Regions from separate parts of the Mus musculus genome. Here all the other regions are linked to region 5. A link is a contact called in public Hi-C, Micro-C and promoter capture Hi-C data. All regions are on one chromosome and are shown on one strand. The core of a region is the stretch at or near the end of the contact, and the rest is flanking DNA. Distances in the headings are between cores, read along the strand shown.

Region 1 (2,700 bases), core at 68-2,567, 300 kb after region 5:
AAAACAAAACAAAAATGTATTTATTCTCACCCCCCCCCCCCGCCGTGTGTGTGTGTGTGTGTGTGTGTGTGTGTGTGTGTAAGTCAGGCCACAACCTTAGAGTTGTTTCTCTCCTTCCACCATGGGGTTTCGGGGGTGGGGGAGGGGTGACCAAACAGGTCCTCAGTCTTGGTTAGCAATTATCTCTATCCACAGAGCCATCTCACCTGTCCGTGACTAGTTCCTTCTAGTTCAGACCCAAGTGCCATCTCATCAGGGAGGCCTCTGTTCAAATCTCCCTCTGCCCCGACTCCCCCACCCCCAAGCCTCATTGCTGGGTAATGAACTAAGGCCTTATGTACCTTGAACAAGTGCCCTTCCTGAGTTACATGTCCAAACCCTTCTGAAACCACACTAGTTCTACCTCCAATGCCGTCTTCTCTTGCTTTACACTTGTTAATACTGATTCTATCTGATGTTAAACATGTCTTATTGCCCATCCGCGACACACACCCCGATTCATTCCTCCCCAGAACTTAAGCTTCACAAAGGTTGGGATTTTGTGTCTTTTACTGTTCGCCTTCAGTGCTCAAAATGGTAGTCGATAAATTCTCTTCCATGAATGACAGCTTATGACAGCAATTACCCAGTTATTATAAGTTCCATAATTGAAATGCATCTTAAATTCTAACCTAGAAAAACCCTCTATATTTTATGATGAGGAAAAGCTGCAAGTGCTCTGCTCTTCAGATCCCTAAGCTGCTAGCAAAGTGAGAACACTTATTAGTTGAAAGCAGGTACTTTACAAACATCTTGAATCCTCCCAGAACTCCATAAAGCAGCATTAATATCTGCGTGCCCCCACCCCTCCGTAAACATGTTCAAGGTCAAATAAAAACGGCTGAGGTGAGTTTCAGAACCAGATCATATGGCAAATTCCAAACTCTCCCAGTCTTGCCCCCTGGCTGGATGCAGGGCTCCACGCCGTTGGGAAGGGGGTTTGGGGAGACCTGCTCTTGGCCGACCTCCTCGATCCTCCCCTCGCCAGCCGAGCACCCAGCGGCAGCAATTTGCGTCCGGTCCTTACCTCGCCTCCGCCATCCTGCATTCCCAATACTTGCTCTCGCCCTTCCGCAGACCTTTATCCTCCGAGTGCTAACTGAGTCTCCCTCAACCTTCAGCTGGCTCTGGAGCTGCGAAGATCGTCACCCCGTGCTCCTAAACAAAACCACGCACCCGATTCCTTCTCAGAATAGCCTCCTCACGCCCCCATCACGCACGGGCCGCCAAGTTTCAAATTTAACGTCTCTTGACGCAGACGTAGCCTCGCCGCTCCCCGCTCCCGCTCCTCCCAAAGCATTCTGGGGATTGTAGTGTATCCCGGGTTTAAGCACGCGCTGCGCAATGCACAATGGGAGTTGTAGTTTCAGGTTTGAGGTGCAAGGACCAATGGTTGTCCTAGCACTGCAGCGTGCTCAGGCACTTCGAGTTTGCTCTGTGTTTCCTTTCTAAGACAAGCCTTCGAACCCAGGGAGAGACACTTTATTAACAAGAGGTTCTTTGATGGTTTCAGTTTCATAACGTGTCTTTGAGTACATTACTCTTCTGGGTTGCTCCGAACAATTAACTGTGCTACGCCTAGGTCTTGTCTGAGCCCCAGGTCTTAACACCTGTCCAGGGATCCTTAGGCCACTCTCACCCAGCTGTTTCCTGTGGAAAGACTGTGTTCTCGTTTTTCTCTTTTACACAAGACCTGGTTTAGCACTGCACTTCCTTTCCCCAGCAAGCCCTTTGACCTCTACAACTTCTCAACTTTGACCAACTTCCTTTAAATTCTCTTGGAAGTGTACCATTTGTTCTCTCATGCAGCCTACCAGATGTCCTGTAAACTACGATCTAACACAGAATACAAACAGGGTAAGCGCTTTGCCTGTCTCACTGGAGCTAAAGGCTTGGTAATGCAGGCCTATAGTTCAGCTACTCTGGAGACTGAGATGTGAGGACCAAGACTTCAAGACCATCCAGGGCAACTTTACTTCACAATAAAAAGTTTGCTTTTGTTTTTTGTTTGTTTTTGTTTTTCAAAACAAGGGTTCTCTGTGTAGCCTTGGCTATCCTGGAACTCGCTCTGTAGATCAGGCTATAAAAATAACTTTTATTCTCCTGTTGTGATTGTTGTCTGAGGGGCTTACTGCCTCCATCTGCTGACCTAGATCCACTCCTAGAAAATTCTAGCCTCCATAAGATCTAATCTAGGTCAGCCTCTCAATTTTGTTGAATAAGCTCACCCTTTCTTGTTCTTTCTGAAGTCTACCTGGCTGGTTCAACTCAGCTGTTCTGGCTCAAACTCCTCTCCCAGCTGACTGACTCAATCTGGCTTCTCTCCCAGCCCCTGAATTGCTCTGCTTGGCCTCAAACTCACTCTAGCAGTCTTTTCTATTTCCTAATCTTCTGGCTCTTTCTCAATCTCTTGCTCATTCTGTCTTTACCTGTGTCCAGCTTGTTCTCTTTTCAACCTGCCTCCCTCTCCCTCCCGTGCTGCTCTACTCTCCCTCGCAACAATACTGCACTGCTCTCCAGGACTGCTGTATCCTGTACTACACTCTCTTCCTTACTGCACTGCCTCTCCCTTAAGACTCAATCTTCCCTCCCTCTCTCGTCTCCTTAGAGGTGTACATAGCCCATTCTGTCAAATTTTTCTCCGTTTGTTGGGGCGGGGGT
Region 2 (2,700 bases), core at 37-2,536, 270 kb before region 5:
CTTGAATTTCCGCTCCCCGCCCCCCCCAAAGGAAAAAAACAGACAGAAAGACAGACAGACAGACAGACAGACAACAAAACCTCCATAATTTAAGAGAACCAAGCCAGGTAGGACATGCCTGGTGGGACATGCCTGTAATCCCAGTAATTGGGAAGCAAGGCTAGCCTCCAATACATAACAAACTGAGGCCAGCCTGTGTTACATGAGACCCTGTCACACACATACACAAAACTTGGAAAGAAGGCTAGTGAGATGGCTCAGCATGTAAGAGCACTGACTGCTCTTCCAAAGGTCCTGAGTTCAAATCTCACATGGTAGCTCACAACCACCCACAATGAAATCTGACACCCTCTTCTGGTGCATCTGAATACAGCTACAGTGTACTGATTTATAATAAATAAATCTTTGGGCCTGAGTGACTGGGGTTGACCGGTCAATTCCCAACAACCACATGAAGTCTCATAACCATCTGTACAGCTACAGTATACTCATATACATAAAATAAATAAATAAAACTCTAAAAAACAAAGAAAGAAAACTTGGAAAGAATTTTAAAAAATTATTTGAGGAGGAAGAGAGGTGAATGTGCCCAGCAATCCAGATTTCAACAACTGTACAGGTTTTCATGGCCCTTTGGGTATTGTCAAGACCTCTCCTGTTTCATGCTGAGCCCACTACTCCTGGCTATCCCCTGGGAGCTAGATTTGTACCTACCGCTGGGCATTGGAATAGGATGGGGTAGCGCGCCCAGCTATTTAGCTGTGGGGGTGGGGGGGCACCAGGTATCCTTTGAAAGGGGATTTGAGGAGACTTATAAAGCAGCCAGTACCACCTCCCTCCCATGTCCCCCCCCGAAACTTCACCTAGAGAAGCGTGACCTCAGACCCCCGCGTGGTGCTCTCCAGGCTGCCCGCAGCCCTCTCCACCTCTAACCCGAATTCTCTCTGCATCAGAACGAGCCCTGCCTGGAGGGGGCTACAGGTGAGCCGCTGTGTGCGCAGCTTAGCTTGGCCTTTGGCGTGCGGGCCCTGGCTGCAGCGCTTGTGAAGCGGGTCGTGGGTGTCCCCGCGGAACTCCCTGCCCATCCAGTCGCCTGACCCTGCCTGGTGTCCGCGCCGCGGGGGCGTGGTAGGCCGGTTGCGGGACCATCAGGAAAGTCCCTTAGAGTGGCTGTCGCTGTCACCCACTCCAGGTACTCACCATACGGATCTGAGTGCTGATGAGCAGATAGGGCATGGTGCGTGGCTGGGGCTGCCCGCGACCACAGTCCCGTTACTCCCTGCTCTGTCCGCGGGCGGCGCTTGGCGGCCGTGCGGACACTGCACGAGCCAATCAGGAGCGCGCGCCGCGGTCCCGCCGCCCCAGAGACCTGGAAGCGGGCGTGTCCCCGCGGACTTCACTAGGAGTTGTGGCCATGGCGTACAGGGTGCCTGTCGCCCCTTTGCCCTCTTCCTGCAATACCTCCATGCTCAGGCTCCAAAGTCCGGCGGATGCCAGTCGGTTTCCGCCTGTCCCTAAAACGTAGCAGAGCGAAAACTGCGCTGAGGACTAAAGGGAAGCGGGGACTGCGTGTCCTCACCAGGACGCGTGCCTTGTGAACTTAAGTGCACGAGGCGAGGCGAGACGCGAGTGTCAGGTCCTGGGCAGTCCTGCGTCCTGGGGTCTGTCCTGGGGTCTGTCATTTTCAAGTGTGGCTGCGGGTCTTTGCATGCCTATCTATGGCCCTGCAAATTAAGTCTGTGCATCATCTACACTCTTGGCTGGGTGCCAGTCCTCTGGCTGTAAAGGCGCGGAACCTGTTCCTCCTGCAGGGAGCCTTGGGAGCACGCGCAGATCACAGGGTAACACCTGAGGCATAGAAACGTCGATCCCTAAGCCTGATGCCCAAGAGAGGGCGGCGAGTTCACAACTAGCTGGTCCACGCCCTCATCTAGAAGTAGACAGGTCAACATTCTTCAACCGACTCATTCTGATTGGTTCCCTAAAAAGCAAAGACGAACAAAATAGTTGCCCTGGAAAAGCATATAACCAGTTGCCCTGGAACACGCCCCGCCCCTGGCCTGGAAACCTGACCTTCTTACCTAACTGGTCTGATGTATTTATATGATCCTCTTCCTGTCCGGCACCAGCTCTCGCACCCCAACAATTAGCGAGAGGGATAAGACGCATCTATGTTTAACAAAGAGCTCGTTAAAGAGGCAGAAAGGGACGTGCTGTAATGCAGAGGTAGAGGGCAAAAACTGAGGTTCTAAATTTAACCCTCAGTCCTGGGACGGTGAAAATAAAAGTCTCATCAGGGAACCTATCAAGAACCCCTACAGGGGCTGGGATGATGCTCCGCTGATTCCATGGTTCGCTGAGTTTGATCCTAAGCTCCGTTGTAAGCCGGAACTGAGAGCTGGGATAAAATAAGCTCTTTTTCCCCTAAGATGCTGGGCTTGTTGTGGTGGTGGTTGTTGTTTGTTTTGAGTATTTTATCTCAGCAACAGGAAGGAAGAGAGAGAGAGAGAGAGAGAGAGAGAGAGAGAGAGAGAGAGAGAGAGAGGCAGAGAGAGAGAGAGACAGAGAGAGAGACAGAGAGAGAGACAGAGACAGAGAGACAGAGAGACAGAGACAGAGAGAGACAGAGAGAGACAGAGAGACAGAGAGAGAGAACTGAATCTGTCTCAGAACAATCACAAACCAAAACCTAATAAGGAA
Region 3 (2,700 bases), core at 77-2,576, 280 kb after region 5:
AATTAGCTGAGCCATTTCTTTTCACGATTCATCCTGTAAAAACTGCCTCTGAGGCTCATACCCTCAGCGTACAAATCAATATTAACGAAAAGGAGCAGTGGAGGAGAACGCCCTCGATTTGAGGTCTGCTTCTCTATTCTTTTATGTATCTAGTCTAGAAAAAGAGGAACAGCTGCAATGCACAGGTACAACGGAAAATAGGTCCCAATGATACCAAGTCCTTGGCCATACGAAGCTAATATCCAAGTATGTCAGGATCACAAAAAGTAATAAGAGAATCATTTAGTGTTCTCAGCTAACTTGGGCTATAAGCAAGACTTTCTCAGAAACGCCAAAAGTATCTATACAACAGGGCATGGAATGCAGCTTAGTTGGTAGCGTGCTTGCCTAGCATGAAACCCTGGGTCTGTAAGAACAAGGCTCAGTGATGCATGCCTGTAAGCTCGGTCCTTGGGAGGTAGAGACAGGAAGATTCAAAGTCAATATCATCCCTAGATACACAGCAGTTCAAGGCCAGACTAAGTTAGTTACAGGAGTAGATTTCTTAAACAAATAAACAAGCAAAACACCCCCCAAACATAGCCCAGTGATAGATCACTTGATTTACAGTGCAAGCCTGAAGCGCAATACTTAGTATAGCAAAAATGTCAAACAGCAACAGTACCAAACGGAGGGTACTTATGGAGATGCTTAGGAGATGAAGATACGCAGGTGGGGCGGAGCGAGGCGGGAGTGATGGTTCAGTGAGCACCGCCTGCTCTTCCAGAGGTCCTGATTCAATCCCCAGCAACCACATGGTGGCTCACAACCATCTGTAATGGGATCCGATGCTCTCTTCTGGCATGCAGGTGTACATGCAGATAGAGCACTCCTATACATAGTAAGTAAATCTTAAAAAAAAAAAAATAAAAGGCCATGTAGGTCATATCTACTAAAAACCAGTGATTTTTTTGATAAAATGCAATGATAAGGCTAAAACTGAATGATGAGGGATCAGTCATATAAAGATTTAGGAGAAGTCTGTCAATACAGGAAGACTACTGTATTGAACAATCCAGGAAAGCCAGCTTGCTTATAGCTTCTCAGAAGGAAAGCAGTAAAAGGTGGGGTTGGAGAGGTAGACATGTGGTATTGTGAAGAAACAGGCACTGGATTTGGCAAAAGGGCCTCTGACGACCATGAACAGAGAGATTACCTATGAGAACACTGGCAATGAGAAGACTGGGAAGTCGGGTTGGGAAGATGGCTCGGTGTGAGTGCGCCTGCCATGCAAGCACGACAGCTGCACTTTAGATGGGGATTCCCCAGAGCAAACTGGCTAGCCACACTAGTCATAGACAAGCTCTCAAGTGATGGAGGGAAAATCCCAGCGTCACACAAATGTGCATGCATATGCATACACGTATATAACAGTAATTTCCAACCCCAATAAGCCCGTATAAAAAACACACAATCCAGTTATTATATTTATACACTATATGCCTAGATTGGGCAGATCTAGCACTATACAAGCTCATTCCTCAGCTATGAGCCTTTGCTACTTGCAGTTTCTTCTGGCCATGTGGTTCTGCTCCATCTTCTTTCTCCTTCCCTTCTTCTGTCCTCCCCTCTCCTTCCTTCTCTCCTTCCACCTTTGTCCTCCACTGTCCAATCACAGGCTCTAGCCTTTATTTGACCAAATAAAATGAGGAAAAGGTTCACACGGGATCCCCAGAGTACAGGATCCATCCACTGCTGGCAGGTGGGAGGGAAGTCCCACCTGAGGAGGCAGAATTAACATCGGAATACAAACAGCACCAGAGCAACCAACAGCATGGGGTGTATGTGCTTGTTTGAATAAGAATGGCTCTGAAAAGCTCCTATATTTGAATGTTAGTCAGGGGGTGAACTTTGGGGTTTCAAAAGACCAAGCCAGGCCCTGTGTCTCTCTCTTCCTGTTGCCTGCAGATCCAGATGTAGACAGGTAGCTCCTTCTCCAGCACCATGTCTGCCTCAGTGCCACCATGCTCTCCACCCTGACAATGGACTAAACCTCTGAAACTGTAAGCAAGCTCCAATTCATTATGTTCTTTTTAAGAATTACTAATGCCTTGGTCATGGTGTCTCTTCACAGAAATAGAACAGTAACTAAGAAAGAATGCAAACCCTGCCCCCTCCCTACAACACACACATACACAGGAGAAGAATAAGAGATGGACAGAAAGATGGCTCAGTGGATAAAAGCCCTTGCCACTCCAAGATGCAGTCCTAACAACCTAAGTTGTCTCCAGAGCCCATGTTACCGTAGAGAAAACTCCACAGTAATGACTTCTGCCCCCCACCCACAGTGCATGCCACGCCCTCCCCTGCCCTGAATAACAGGAGTAAGGTGTTTGTTGTTGCTGTTTGCTTTTTTAAAGAATAGGAAGTTTGCGGGCAGAGGTGGCGCACACCTTTAGTCCCAGCGCTTGGGAGGCAGAGGCAGGCAGATTTCTGAGTTCGAGGCCAGCCTGATCTACAGAGTGAGTTCCAGGACAGCCAGGGCTACACAGAGAAACCCTGTCTAGAAAAAAAAAAAAAAAAAAAGAATAGGAAGTTTGCTCTTTGGGGAAGCAGAATGATGAGCTAATGGCTCGAGAAGACCTTTGGGATAATAATGCCCTTCAAAACAATGGGAACCTAGGTTACTACAACAGTGGGGGAGAAAAGCTGGAGGGAAGG
Region 4 (2,700 bases), core at 164-2,663, 340 kb before region 5:
TCCCTCTCCCACAGGAAAACCTTTGCCTGAGTTTGTCCTGTATTGTCTGGAGGCCTGGTTATATCATTGGTCCCACCTGCAAAAGGCCAATCTATTCCCAGGGCAGAGACACTAACCTGTACCTTATGCAGCCACCGGAGGAGACCATGGTCAGGCTCATTTTGTCAAGGCCTCAAACGGCCCAGGACAACACTTGGCCAGGATGCCTTTCTAGTAGTCACTTGGGCGCATCAACGTTCCCTGACTTAGCCTATCAGAGACAGAGGTAGCGAAACCTAGAAAGTCACTTCACTTCTCTCATAGGCACATCCTGGGCTAGGCCTTCAACCCCCAACTCTGAACACCCTTCAGGAGCCAGAACCTGAGCCCTGAGATGCCATCCTTCCCCAATCTCCCATCCCCTTTGTTTACAAAATACTGCCTACTTCAAAGGGAGTCGATGGAAGGGCTCTCCTCCCTAACTCCTTTTTGTTGTCTTCGCCAAGCCTCCCTAACCTGCCTAGCCCTTCTGGCCAGCAACTTTCCTCACCTCCAAAGCCTCGAGTCCGCAGCTCGCGGTAGGAGCGGTAAAGCTCCTGAGTAAGATAGTTGATGAAGCCCTCCTTCGGAGCGAACTTGCACACGAAGTTCTGCTCGTACAGGCAGTTCATGAGGAAGCAGGCAGAGATGGCGTCCTCGCCGCCGTCTGGCTGCAGCTCCACCAGCGCCAGGTTGCAGTTCTGAGTGGTGCAGCAGGAGCGCACGCAGTCCCAGCCGCGGCGCGCCGTCGGGGAACCCAGGAAGGTGGCCCCGTTGCTGACTGAGGCTTCGGTGTCCAGCACAAAGGACGGCACCCCGCTGGTAAAGCGGCTCAAGCAGGCGGCTCCCCCGGGAAGCTCAGCGGGTGCGGACGGCAGCTCGGCCTCGGTGGCCTGGAGGCCAAGCGCGCAAAGGAGCCATACGCCGACCGCAGAGATGCTGGCCCGCGCCAGGCGGCGGCCCGCCATCGTGCTCCCAGGGGCCGTCGCCCTCCTCCCCGAGGCGGGGGTCACCTTCACAGTGCGAGCCTCCGGGTTCCGAGGGTGCTTGTGACCTGAGATGGGAGGAGGCAGAGGAGACACACCTGATCAGCTCGGGTAGGGGCGCGGGGCACTGGGAACAAGGAGGCGCACGCAGGACGATCCGCCCACGCACACTCGGACCGGACCGCCGACGTCCGGCAGAGCACCGCTCAGGAGCTCGCGTACCCCAACACAGAGCGGACGTCCGCCAAACATGCCCGGAGCCCGCTGGGCGTCCGCCTACCGTCCGCCCCAGCTACCTGCGCAGGTGAACGGGGTGGGACCGCCGACGATCCCGCCCGGCTTCCGCCCGGCTCTGGCTGCACGGAAGATTGGCTGCCTCCTCCCGGCCTTTCTAGTTTCTGGTGAAACTGAGTCAGAGCGCGGGGCGGGACTGGCATTAACCCCTGCGCCGCCGGCCCCGCCCACGCCGGTTGTACTCCCACCGGTCCTGCCCAGCAGAACTTCCGGCTGGACCCGCCGGGCGGCTCAGCCACCCCAGACCCAGCCGCAGCGCCCGTGGTTTCCGAACGCCCAGCGGCGTGGGTGAGGCCCGCGTGCCCTGGAGGCGGCTCTACCCTGGCTCCACGGAGTCCAGCCACTCGTTGGGTCCCTGAACACCAGAAGTGCGTCCCTAAGCCCACATTGGGCCGCGACACCCCTGCAAGGTGGCGCAGGTGCGGTTGCCTCCGGCCTTCCTTTCCGGTTAGAGCCGGCATTCCCTACCCTTGGCTGGGGGCGTTTGGGAAGGAGTTGGAGGAGAAATGTCGGGGAAAGCTTATGCAAACGATTTCGCTGTCTGTGGCCTGCCCTTGGGACATCATTTCCAGTTTTCCAGTAAGAAGAGAACCCCAAAGTTGGATAGGCTGCGTTTGTGTAAACCAGATCCTGGGATTCGTGCTTCACTGATGCAGCTCAGGACAGCCCTTCCTTCTGCGAGAGTGGACCAACAGGTGATTCCTGGTATCCTGGCTTCCCTGTTTCACCCACAGGAGTGCATTCCCTTTTGTTTGCGCCTCTCCCTCATTCTTGTAAACATTTCCTTTTGAACTCTTCATCTTTTGTTGGTAAATTGTCCCCTTCCCTGAATCTCAGGTTTACTCTCCCATCCCAAGGGGAACTCCCAGTGAGTAGTTGACCACTCTCTTCCACATAAATTCCCTGTTTGGACACCTGGAGGCTCCAGCTCTCTGAAGGGTTCAGTTAATCTCCCACGCAACAGGGAACACCTTCATACCAAGCTCATTGCTTTTCCTAAATGAAAAACACGCAGTCCTTTCTTCACATCCCAGATGTCTACAGGACATCTACACTCCTGTTTTCTTTCAAATTAACTTATTTCTGAGACAAGGCCTTGAAAAGCATCTCTGGTTCTGCATCATTTCCTAGTGTTGCAATTACAGAGATGAGTCACTATATCTGGCAAGATTTGTCTTATTTATGCCCCCCAGCCCCCCAGGAGAGACGGATCAACAGTTCAGAGCAATTGCTACTCTTGTGGAGGACCAGAGTTCAATTCCCAGCATCCACATCTCAGGGCTCACAGCCTCTTGAACTCTAGCTCCAAGGGGTCTGAAACCCTCTTCTGGCCTCCTCAAACACCTGTGCAAATGTGGTATTTATTCACACATACACACACATACACGTATCATAAATATAT
Region 5 (2,700 bases), core at 93-2,592:
CTCTGTGAGTCCACCAGCCCATTCGCCACCGGCCAGGGCACTCGGTGCGCACACCCCTCAACCCTGCCCCTCCGCCTTGGCTAAGTCGACCCCACTCTTCCCGGAGCCGCGAGGATATCTGCGGCTACAGACCAGAGCCAGTGCCGCAGCTCCTCCCGGTGGACGCCCCGGCCCCCGCAGTCCCCAGGGCAGAGTCCGGCCCCGTGCCCGCCCCTTGGGGTGGGTGCCCCGGACTCGCTCCCCTCCCCGATACCACTACCTGCGCCCGCTCGGGCGCCGCCTTTGTCCGGCTCTTCACCGCCGAGCGGGCCCCTTGGGCCCGACCTGACCCGGTCCACGGCCCCAGAGGAGAGGCGGCGGGACTGGCAGGGCACAACCAGGCCAGGCCTGGAGCACCGGGTCCCGCTGTCACTTGGAGGCGGTCTGACAACTTCGATTCCCCCCGCCCCACCTCGGACTCGGCCGCCGCCCCGCACGGTCCCCACAGGGCCTCCCGCGGCCCACACTCGCTGTTCGAACCGGTCCCCTTCCGTCTTCGGCGCCTCCCTTCCTTCAGCCCGACCCGATCGAGTCCACACTACCCCTCGCCCTGACGCGGCCCCCATCCCCATCCCCCCTCCGGCAATTGCCGGTCAGCTCCCAACCCGGGAGGGCGCCCCCCACCCCGAGAGGGCGCTCCCGCGGCGACGCCCCCAGCCGCGGCCCCTAGCCTCCGGGACCACGATGGGGGAGGGGGCTTGGCGGGGGCCTTGCCGCCCGCGCACTCGGAGGCGAGCCGGCTCCGCCGCGGCGAGGAAGCACCCCGCGTCCTCCCGCCCTCCGTAGCCCGGGACGCCCGCGCCGCCGCCGCCCGGCCAAGCTGCCACCCTGCGGCCGCCACCCACCCCGCCCCCGGCCTGCGAGGCGGGCGCCCCCCGGGGGCTGTCACCTCGAGGCGCGCAATGCTCCCCGATGGCGGGACCGCAGCGCCGGACCCGGGGGAGGGAGGCGGCGCGCGCGGGCGGGCAAGCAGCCGCACCTGCTTCTTGTCGTCCGTCCGTCCCTTCCCGGGGCTGGCGGGGGCGGCGGCGCGGCGCGCTCGGCGGGGCGCGCTGACGGGCGGCCGGTCCTCTCCCTTTTGCTAGTCCGCCTACCTAGCTCGCTCGCTCTCGCTCGTTCGCCCTCCCCTACCCCCTCCTGGATCCCGGCTCCTAGCTCACCGGGACGAGAGGCGCGGACGGCGCGGCTTCGGGCGCCCGCAGGCCCTGGCCGGGCTGGAATCCGGCGGCTGGAACCCCCCGGGGGCGCTCAATTCCCGGGCTCCACGCTGCTGCGTCAGCGCCTCCTCCTGGGGGCCGGGGCCGGGCAGGCGGAGCGGGGGCCGCGGTCGGGCGGGGCCGTCGGGGGGGGCGGGCGCGCCTGGCCGGGGCGGGCGGACGGCTAGGGCCGGACGGGCGGGGCAGGCGGCCGGACGGGCGAGCAGCGGGGGCCGGGCTCCGGGATCCGCTACGCCGCTCGCGGTTCCCCCACAAACTCCCCGAGAGCGGAGCCTCCGCCGCCCTCCTTCCTGCTTCCTCGTCCTCAGCCAATCAGCGGCGCGCCCCTCGGCAAGCTCCGCCAATCAGCCGCCCCGCCCTGCGCTGGCCCCGCCAGCCAATCCGGCCCTCGGCTCCCCCTCCCGGTCTCCAACCAATCAGAATCGTGGGTCGGTCGTCCCGACGCAGGGGGCAGCACGAGGCGGCCGGGGGAGGCGGTGCGGGGAGTGGTGGGGCCTGGGGGGAGGGGTACGGTGCCAAGGGTGGTGGCGGGGGATGATTTTCTTTGCCGGCTTCTTGTATTTTCTCCTGGTCTTTGGAGCCTGAGCCAGTATCCCATGGTGACCTGACCCTGAAGCCCCAGCACCTCACTGCAGACCCCCACCCTGAAAAATCTTAGCGCGCCCCCTCCCTGACCATCACCCTTCTACATCCCTCTTTCCTCGTAACCTCTCCAGCACCGGCTACAGTAAACTGAGGGTCGAGGGGGCACCTCACCCTCAGGCTGCTGCCCCCATGGCAAAGCTTCGGGAAGACCAACCGAAAAATTCAAGCAAGAACAACACCCCCTTTCCTCCTGAAAGGGCCCCAGACTCGCGCGAAAGGGCCCCGACTCCTGAGAAGCCCCTCCCGCCCTTGCCTCATCTTTCCGACTTCCCTGCTTGCCACGTCTCCTTTCCTTCCTAGCAAGGTCGGTCCTGGCTCGGTAACCCCTCACCCGCATCTCTTTTTCCTCTTTCTGTCCTTCACCTAACGCCCCCCACCCCAGTTCCCAATTCGCCCTCTTTCAGAAGCCAAGTGTGGAACCCTCATCCATTTCCAGCTGACAGCAGAGTCTGGTCTGTGAGTCCTTGACACCCACACACCCTCTTCCACCACCGCGGGGAACATCAGAGCTCTCCGGTGGAGAGGGAAAGGGGCGGGCAGCCCAACAGGCGCGGCTGGACACACTCCTTCGCGTCCCCAAGCTAGTGTAGAACCAGTGCAGACACTTACCTAGCTTCCCCATAGTCGCCTTATGCTGTGGCTCCGTCTCTCACACCCACAGACGTGCTTTTCCAAGCCTGAGCACGCTCTCGGGGTCAGCTGGGTGGGTGGGCACAGCAGGCTGAGGTCATATGAAGGGGTGGGAAGTCCCTGGGAGGTGCGGGAAGGGGCTGTGTCCTGGACACCTTGTAGCGCCAGA

What was found. Promoter capture Hi-C pulls out the DNA fragments that hold promoters and counts their contacts. A called contact is a pair of places that touch in the nucleus more often than the background predicts.
Region 1: a contact with region 5 is called in a promoter capture Hi-C map of 3T3-L1-derived adipocytes, with 9 times the contacts expected there. The contact joins the promoter of Bub1b here to the promoter of Bahd1 in region 5. A contact is called at or near these places in 12 of 39 promoter capture datasets (3T3-L1-derived adipocytes, the HPC-7 cell line, the SN4741 cell line and 9 more), 8 of 115 datasets of contacts at active chromatin or transcription factors (bone marrow-derived macrophages, embryonic limb bud, embryonic stem cells and 5 more) and 4 of 9 other capture datasets (adipose tissue, liver, macrophages and 1 more).
Region 2: a contact with region 5 is called in a promoter capture Hi-C map of 3T3-L1-derived adipocytes, with 2.8 times the contacts expected there. The contact joins the promoter of Gchfr here to the promoter of Bahd1 in region 5. A contact is called at or near these places in 5 of 39 promoter capture datasets (the 3T3-L1 cell line, 3T3-L1-derived adipocytes, the C10 cell line and 1 more), 3 of 484 Hi-C or Micro-C datasets (the G1E-ER4 cell line and embryonic stem cells), 3 of 115 datasets of contacts at active chromatin or transcription factors (memory CD8 T cells, microglia and pancreatic cancer cells) and 1 of 9 other capture datasets (adipose tissue).
Region 3: a contact with region 5 is called in a Hi-C map of B cells, with 6 read pairs. The contact joins the enhancer-like site here to the promoter of Bahd1 in region 5. A contact is called at or near these places in 12 of 39 promoter capture datasets (the C10 cell line, the HPC-7 cell line, cranial neural crest and 7 more), 1 of 15 datasets of contacts at CTCF or cohesin (the NIH/3T3 cell line), 18 of 484 Hi-C or Micro-C datasets (the 4T1 cell line, B cells, CD4 single positive thymocytes and 12 more), 18 of 115 datasets of contacts at active chromatin or transcription factors (the 230-238 cell line, bone marrow-derived macrophages, craniofacial prominence and 13 more) and 3 of 9 other capture datasets (adipose tissue, embryonic stem cells and liver).
Region 4: a Micro-C map of embryonic stem cells shows a contact between it and region 5, with 5 times the contacts expected there. The contact joins the promoter of Spint1 here to the promoter of Bahd1 in region 5. A contact is called at or near these places in 1 of 484 Hi-C or Micro-C datasets (embryonic stem cells), 3 of 115 datasets of contacts at active chromatin or transcription factors (bone marrow-derived macrophages, embryonic stem cells and pancreatic cancer cells) and 1 of 9 other capture datasets (liver).

Annotation. Positions count from the first base shown.
Region 1 is chr2:118,596,828-118,599,527 of GRCm38.p6, reverse strand. It overlaps Bub1b (BUB1B, mitotic checkpoint serine/threonine kinase), which reads right to left and starts at 1,317. Exons shown (of 23, transcript NM_009773.3): 1 at 1,067-1,317. The coding sequence starts at 1,080.
Region 2 is chr2:119,166,374-119,169,073 of GRCm38.p6, reverse strand. It overlaps Gchfr (GTP cyclohydrolase I feedback regulator), which reads right to left and starts at 1,286. Exons shown (of 3, transcript NM_177157.4): 1 at 1,201-1,286. The coding sequence starts at 1,236.
Region 3 is chr2:118,619,422-118,622,121 of GRCm38.p6, reverse strand. The region is part of intron 9 of Bub1b (BUB1B, mitotic checkpoint serine/threonine kinase); the gene reads right to left. Among named protein-coding and RNA genes, the nearest start is that of Bub1b, 23 kb to the right of the region's middle. Within about 2 kb of position 1,326, at least 32 of the 459 cell types and tissues checked have an H3K27ac peak or open chromatin away from gene starts, as enhancers often do. A contact at or near this core is called in the 4T1 cell line, B cells, CD8 T cells and 4 more, where this site is marked.
Region 4 is chr2:119,236,073-119,238,772 of GRCm38.p6, reverse strand. Spint1 (serine protease inhibitor, Kunitz type 1) reads right to left here and starts at 1,413. Exons shown (of 11, transcript NM_016907.3): 1 at 1,301-1,413; 2 at 530-1,072. The coding sequence starts at 986.
Region 5 is chr2:118,900,257-118,902,956 of GRCm38.p6, reverse strand. It overlaps Bahd1 (bromo adjacent homology domain containing 1), which reads right to left and starts at 1,342. Exons shown (of 7, transcript NM_001045523.1): 1 at 1,200-1,342. It overlaps Gm32957 (a long non-coding RNA gene), which reads left to right and starts at 1,777. Exons shown (of 4, transcript XR_003954052.1): 1 at 1,777-2,205.